2 separate regions of the Nomascus leucogenys genome follow, and region 2 is linked to region 1. A link is a contact called in public Hi-C data. All regions are on one chromosome and are shown on one strand. Each heading gives the region's core, a stretch centred on a gene start, on an enhancer-like site or on the middle of the called end of the contact. The rest is flanking DNA. Distances are from core to core; before and after follow the strand shown.

Region 1 (3,676 bases), core at 909-3,408:
TGTAGGACTTCTGAACTACAGAACTGTTAGATAATAAATTTGTATTATTTAAGCCACCAAGCTTGGGATCATTTGTTACAGCAGTAATAAGGAACTGCAGCTGGCTTCTGGTTGAATTTGGCTAACGGGAATCATCTGAAGAAGATCAGATGCTGAGAGGAAGAAGTGGTTGGAGTATTCCTTTACTATTCTCCACTTGATCTGCGCCGAGTGTCCTGGTGAGGGTGACATCTCTCCCCAGCTAGAAGGTCTCCTCCACTGCTCTGGCTCTCAATGGGATGCTGAGGCACCATTTCCTGTTTGCCCCTTCAAGCCTAGGGCTGGTAAGGACTTCCTGTTCTTATCTGTCTTCTTACTCTACCCACAATTTCATAAGTGGTTCGTGAAGTAGCTCAAATAGTGTTCCCCAAAATTCATGTTCACCCAGAACCTCAGAAGGTGACCATATTGGAAATAGGGTCTGTGAAGGTATAATTAACTAAGGATCTCGAGATGAAATCATCAGGTATTTAGGGTGACCCCTAAATCCAATGTGTCTTTGTAAGAAGAGGAAAAAACACAGAGAGACACACCAAGAAAGCCATGTGAAGATGGAGGCAGATTAGGGTGATGCCTCTTCAAGCCAGTGAATGCCCAGGATTGTGAGCAAACACCAGATACTAAGAGAGAGGCATGCGCTTTCCCTCAGAGCCTCTAGAAGAAACCAGTTCTGTCAACACCTTAAGTTTGCACTTCTAGCCTCCTTAACTGTGAGAAAATAAATTTGTTTTAAGCCACTGGGTTTGAGGTAATTTGTTATGGCATCCCTGGGGAATTAATGCAATACCTTTGTTAAAGTCTCTTGAACCATTCAAGTAGGCTTCCATTTTCCACTCGTGGCTGGCAGAATTCTATTTTTATTACACTTTAAAATGGCACAAAAATAGAAGGAATAGTTACTTGCTGGATTATGGGGTCAAACTTAAAAATAATCTTAAAAATCTAGCATAAAGGGCTGTACCTGGAAAATGTGAAAAATAACAGCTTTGTACTTCAGTTCAAAAAAATCAGTTGCCATTATTGTCCATGGAACCTTAGACAAATCACTTAGTATTCCTGACTCTACGTTATATCATGTTTAGAATGGAGATGATAAAACCTGTTCCCCTTACATTGTTTTAAGAGCAGGAAGAAATAATTGAATACAGGGAAATCAGTGCAGAATAAGGAGTCATTCGATATGAAGCTAAACTTGGCTTTGTCACCAATAAGTTGTGCAATCTTCCTTAAGGAAATTAACCTTAATGTTCTCTAGTTCCCTCATGAGAAGGCTGGACTAGATGCTTGACAAGTGGATCATTTAGTCCTAATATTCTATAAATTGATTGCACAGTACAAGAAATATGTGAATAAACAGTCATCCTCATGAAAAAGACCAAGGAGATTTTTGGTAGTTGATCACATGCTCAGTATTAACCAATTATGGCATGTGACTGCTAAAAACAAAGCGGGATTAATTAACTAATTAATGGAAAAGAAAAAAAGAAAACAGTATAGACTTAGTCTATTTTAGAAATATACCTATCTAAGAGAAGTATTCTACTAAGCTGTGTTGTATGATCAGTTATAAATATCACAGTTTAAAAAGAATATTAAGAATGATGAATATTGTCAAAACAGGATTATCAGGATAGTTTGGCATCTAAAAAATGTCACATATGTATTGCTTTAATGAGCAAAGAACACATATCCTGAAGAAGGAAAAGTTTAAAAGGATAAACAGGGAGAACTAAGGCCAGTAAATCAAAGTAGAGCAAAAGTAATTTTAGAAGCAAGATCAAAAAAGAACTATTGTAATTAGAATTGCCAAGTAGTAGAATGGTAATGTTGGTCACTAGACTTATTCAAAGGTAAGGCTGGGTCACATCTTACAGTTGCTATCAACCTATCAGTGGTTTATTAAAGCAAGAGACAATTGTTAGTATCTCTTCCAAAATCCATATTCACTGACATTATTTCAGTAGGTTGAAATTGGCCAACCTGAGAGTATATACACCACTGAAGTCAGCAAACACTAAAAAACATGGGCCTTTGTTTTCCCTGGACATCTGGTGGTTAAATATTTACCACCACACTACTGGGTGCTATGGAATTCCTGCACTGAGTAGTTTGACCTCTATAACTGTACTGCCAACTCTGTAAGACTCAGATTCTTTTTGACTCAGTCTAGTGGGGAGTAAAATCAAGAGAGATAAGTCTAAGTAAAGTTAAAATACCTTCAACATAAGACTTCTAGACTCAGCTTCCTGGTTGTACACACTTTCTTTTTATTCCCCTGATGGTGATTCTTCAAACCACCTTGAATATCCTCTCCCTTTCAGTTTCTTTTTCTTCTTTCTCATCAAAACTAAGATAGATCTGACAGTCAGAGAAAATGGACACACATAATAGATTTTCAAATAGGTGAAAGTTTATCATGTAGAAAAGAAATGAGGCTGTTATCATTATTAAATAGATCATGTAGTAGGGAAATATTATTGTGTGATTTAAGCAACATCAAGGACAATATATGCATGAACATCATTCATTAGCTGCTATTGATTAGCTACATAGTGTGAGCAAGTCACTTACTATGCCTTGGATTCTGTTTCTTATCTGTGAAATAGGACTCACAATTTCTAACTCAAAAGGTTTTCTCAGTTCTATAAAAGATGATTAAACAAAAATATTTTGTCAGGTGCTATACAAATAAAAATTATAATTGTTAGTATATTATTACTACAATTTATTTACGTCTTAATTCAAAATGGTGTTTATTCTATGATTATAACAGGAGTGGAACAAGAAGAATGAGATGCACATCCCTACTTCCTTATCGCCCACTGACAGCTTCTATGTGAATATGATTCAAACCAAAACAATGCAATCCTGTCCTTCCCATTCCTCACATAAAAGTAATAATAAAACTGCAAACAGGTATTTTTCTCCTAAGACTTTGCCCATATCCTCAGCATTTTAGTAGGGTCTTATTATATCAAGGGTACCCAGAGCCATGCTAGCCTTTCCTCAGCATGGTTCTGTGCTGTAAGAGATAAATAAATTTTTGAAAATTAAAACATCTTGAAATACCTCACATTGTGTTTTCCCTTGTATTAATCCTACTTTAAAAAAAAAAAAGCCATTCCTTTCACCATTAAGGATAAGGCATAAAGTGCATTGTCCTAGAAAAAGAGAGAGAGTGGTAAGAGTCTAGAACAAATAGGCTTCTCATTGTAGCTCAGAGTTTAAATATTTGAGTTCACAGTCAGGGAATACTCTTGAAAATCAGGCTTTGTTTAGAAAGTAAAGAAAAGCCAATCTTTACATATCAAGGTTGGAGATCTGAATATAAAAATTCCCTATAAGATATAGGCAGAGAACATTCAGCAGATCACATATGCTCATATGTGCCTGAAGCTCTTATCTGCCTACAGGCTTAGGATGCACAACTGGGAAGAAGGGTGTTGGGAGTGGGGAGGTGGAATGTGCAGGGACTGGGACTGGGGAAAGAAGTTCAGATAAGACAAGTCCAGGGTAAGGAAGCATCAGGCCCCCAGAAAGGAATACAGCCCTGCCGACAATTTTATTTGAGCCCCGTGAGACCTTTGTAGGACTTCTGACCTACAGAACTGTTAGATAATAAATTTGTATTATCTAA
Region 2 (3,639 bases), core at 673-3,172, 63 kb after region 1:
GCTTTGAGACTTGTGCGCTTATGAAAAACATGTGTTTTTAGGCACTAAGTGTTGAGTCTTCAGGGAATACCGTATCACATTTACTGTTGAAATTATGTTAAAATAATTATGTGCAACTTCATTCACAGCTGAAGTCTTTTGTTTCCTATGCATATTTTATAAAACTATTCCACCAAACTGAGTTACAAGTGATTCTGACTTCTGAGAGTCATTAATATATTAGCTTTTTCAAATAATTATTTTCTATTTAGTGATTAAACTGAGCAGATGACCATGCTGAATAATAACCAAACTAAGACACAGTTAATCTGACACATGATTTGCAATAAAATTAAAAGGTATCTTGGAGCCAATCTAGTTTAATTTCTTCGTTATCTAGATGAAGCCTAAAGAAGAAAGATCACTTTCAAAATCCCTGAACTCGCCAATGACACTCTGTGACCAGAACACAGTTTTCCTGACTCTCCTCCAGGGATCTTTCTACATTTTCAAAGTTCCCTGTTAGCTCTCTAGTATCTATAACTATATATTATCATTTCCTTAAAATTTGGTAATTCTCACAACATAGATATTACATACAGGTACACCTGTCTTGGTTATATTTGTCCAAGGGTCTAGATTTCACTTACTAAACAGCTAGTTCGCCTTAGCTGAGGAGCTAACCCTCTCTGGGCTCCCCTTTCTCCCCACCATACTCTCTCACACCCTGGGCATCATTAAATAACACCTTCCCTATTTATATCCCTCACCAAGAGTTCTCCAGCCCAGACATCTGTAGACATCTTGTGGGCAGAAACTAACCTACAAGATTTGGATGTCCAACAATAGTAATAGCCTTGGCTTCTCAGGAAAGGAGAAGAACCCTAAGGAGAAGGTGTGGTCTATGCTGAGGGTAAAGAGAAGGGATGAGAAGAATTCTGGGTCCTGGACTTCAGGGAATCCTGAATACAAAGTGAATAATGGAGAGAAATTAGAGAAGCCCTTAGAGTAGATGGGGTTCCAAATCCTTGAACTGAAACCAAGAGGAGTTGAGGAACCTCAGTTCTTGTGACACTCTGCCCAAAATAGGCCCTAAGAAACTGTGCTTGGGGCAGTTCTGGCTGTGAAACTCCTTTCACCACAGATTAGAGTCCATATGCTTTCCTTCATCTGATAGGCGTTTGACTTATGAAGGGGAGAATAGCAGATGATTAGATGCCTCAGTTGGAGTGGGAACAGAGCAGAAGAAATTTGCCTCGCACTGGTGGAGGTATGTGTCCTACCATGCAATTTTATAATATATATTGGATTTAACAACTGCATTCTAAATTATAATTCAGTCTGAAACTAGCCACATCCTAAACAAGGAAAATGCTAGAGTGTGAATCACATATCTTCTTTCTTGGAGAGGCATTGTTTTTGTTTCCTAACAGAGGGTTGATAAAGAAGATAAAAATATGGAAAAAGTTCTCACCCAATAATGTGGCATAAGTCAGAGATCTTCAGTGCTGGTATCAATGAGATTTAAGTTTTGTAGCTATATACTTATAGCTATAAAATAAATTTCTTACTGAAATGTTCTCAGGAAAACAAGTTTATTGCCAGCCTGAAACTCTAATTTCTGTAGCTGCTAAAAGTGATTTTGAAAACTTGGTGTCATTTTTGTTTGTGTTTGGTGTGTGTGTTTGTTTTTAATTAGGACTGCTTCCATTGGGTTATAGTAGGAGAAAGTGTATCATGTTGCCGTGACCCATTCCACTCTCTTTCACTTACTTGCTCTCTGTCTGTGATGTTTAAAAGTTCTCTCACACTTAAGTCTGAGCACGTGGGGAAAATGAAAGTGTTTGGAAAGGTAGAGGGGCACTTTTTCCAGGCAGTCACAAATCTAACTGGAAAGAGTCCATAAAGAGATTAAGCTGGCCTTCCAGACAGGGCCCAAGGGCAAAAGAACCCTGGAACAACATTTCTGGGTTTTCCAGAGTGGCCTACAGAGCCAGTTTCTCAAGTTACTGCTTGTCCCAAGGCCTGGTCTCCTGGTCCCTGTGAGGGCTTCCTGAGCTTCTGCTAGCAGAGCTTGAGAGGTGCTCTTGCTCCTCACCCTCCCCTGTTGCCCTGTGGCTTTCCTCTTTACCAGTCTCTCCTATCTCTGAGGATGTCATCCTTTGTTAAGCCGGTAGCCTAAGACATGGCATTGAATGCTTCAAGAGGTTTAGTTTCTTCCTTGGGAAAATGAAAAGAAAAGGAAAACAAAACAAAGTACTCCGCCTGCTACAAGGCCAGCCCTGTCACCCTGAAAGTGCTTTGCAATTTTTTAGCTCTTTCCTTGCCCTCTTCTGCCACAGGCCTTGTGTATGGTGTTTCCTCTGCCCTGAATGCACTTCTCTGAGCCAAATTAGATACTGCTCAGCCTTTCCATTGTAATTCATGCACCTCTCCTTCAAGGAAGCTTCCCCAGCCTTCCTTATTTAACTTGCCTTCCTTTTTAAAGCTCTCAGAAAGTCATCTACACTTAGAGATGGTGCAAGAGTGTTTCTGGATTTGTAGTCCTTTTCCTTGGGGCAGAAATTAGCTAGTGACTCTCTTTGGAAGACAAGAGCTCCCATTTGACACTCTAGTCATATGCCCCAAAAGAACAGTAGAGCAGGGGCCAGATGCTGAGTTTTAGGTCTGGTTTGCTATTGAGTAGCTGTGCAACCAGGAGCAAATTATCCCTCCTCTCTGGATTCTATTTTCCTGATCTCTTACACGAGGGAGATGCCTAGTCCTGTCCAGAATAAGAATATGTGGGACACTTTAAAAGAGCAGCAGTTCATGAAATACCATCAGCTGTAGTAATTCTAATAAATAAAATGATAGCTATTTTAAGAATATATTGATGAAAAGAGTCAAACTCTGTAAAAGTATTTGAAGATCTTATTCTGAGCCAAATATGAGTGATCAACGGCCTATGACACAGCCTTGAGGAGACTCTGAGAACATGTGCCAAGGTGGTCAGGCTACAACTTGGTTTTATACATATTACAGAGATGCAGGATATCTGTCAATACATGAAAGATGTACATTGCTTCAGTCTGGAAAGACAGGACAGCTGGAGGTGAGGGGTGGTCCTTCCAGGTCATGGGCAGATTCACAGATTTTCTGATTGGTGATTGGTTGAAAGCCTTATTATCTAAAGACCTGAAATCAAAAGAAGGAATGGCTGGGTTATGATAAGGGGGCTTGTAAGGACCAAGGTTTTATCATGTAGATGAAGCCTCCTGGTAGCAGGTGTCAGAGAGAATAGATTGTAAATGTTTCTTATCAGAGTCTGTTCTGTCAGTCTTAGGTCTCTGTGTTTATGCTAATGCTGGTCAGCTGTGAAGCAGCACCCACCCACCCACCCCCAACTCCCCATTTCCTATCATGGCCTGAACTAGTTTTTCAGGTTCACTTTGGAATGACCTTGGCCAAGAGGTGGGGTCCATTCAGATGCTTCATGGGTTTATAATTTTATTTTTGATTTACAAAGATAAAAAGTTGGTAGGAGAAAACAACTTGCCCCTTTGCAAAGTTGACTTTGTAAGTCAGTTGCGAGCTACTCCAAAGCCTTAGTGTAAAAACTGCTGACTGATAGAGGTTCTAGTTACATTCGCTCAACTTTCAAGTTGCATTCAGAAATAG

Evidence for each region. A called contact is a pair of places that touch in the nucleus more often than the background predicts.
Region 2: a Hi-C map of a lymphoblastoid cell line shows a contact between it and region 1, with 3 times the contacts expected there. The contact joins two enhancer-like sites. A contact is called at or near these places in 2 of 4 Hi-C or Micro-C datasets (a lymphoblastoid cell line and an unstated tissue).

Annotation. Positions count from the first base shown.
Region 1 is chr13:65,230,148-65,233,823 of Asia_NLE_v1, forward strand. No RefSeq gene overlaps it. Among named protein-coding and RNA genes, the nearest start is that of TFEC, 9.4 kb to the left of the region's middle. Within about 2 kb of position 2,159, the one cell type or tissue checked has an H3K27ac peak away from gene starts, as active enhancers do. A contact at or near this core is called in a lymphoblastoid cell line, where this site is marked.
Region 2 is chr13:65,293,124-65,296,762 of Asia_NLE_v1, forward strand. All of the region lies in intron 1 of TES (testin), which reads left to right. Among named protein-coding and RNA genes, the nearest start is that of TES, 20 kb to the left of the region's middle. Within about 2 kb of position 1,923, the one cell type or tissue checked has an H3K27ac peak away from gene starts, as active enhancers do. A contact at or near this core is called in a lymphoblastoid cell line, where this site is marked.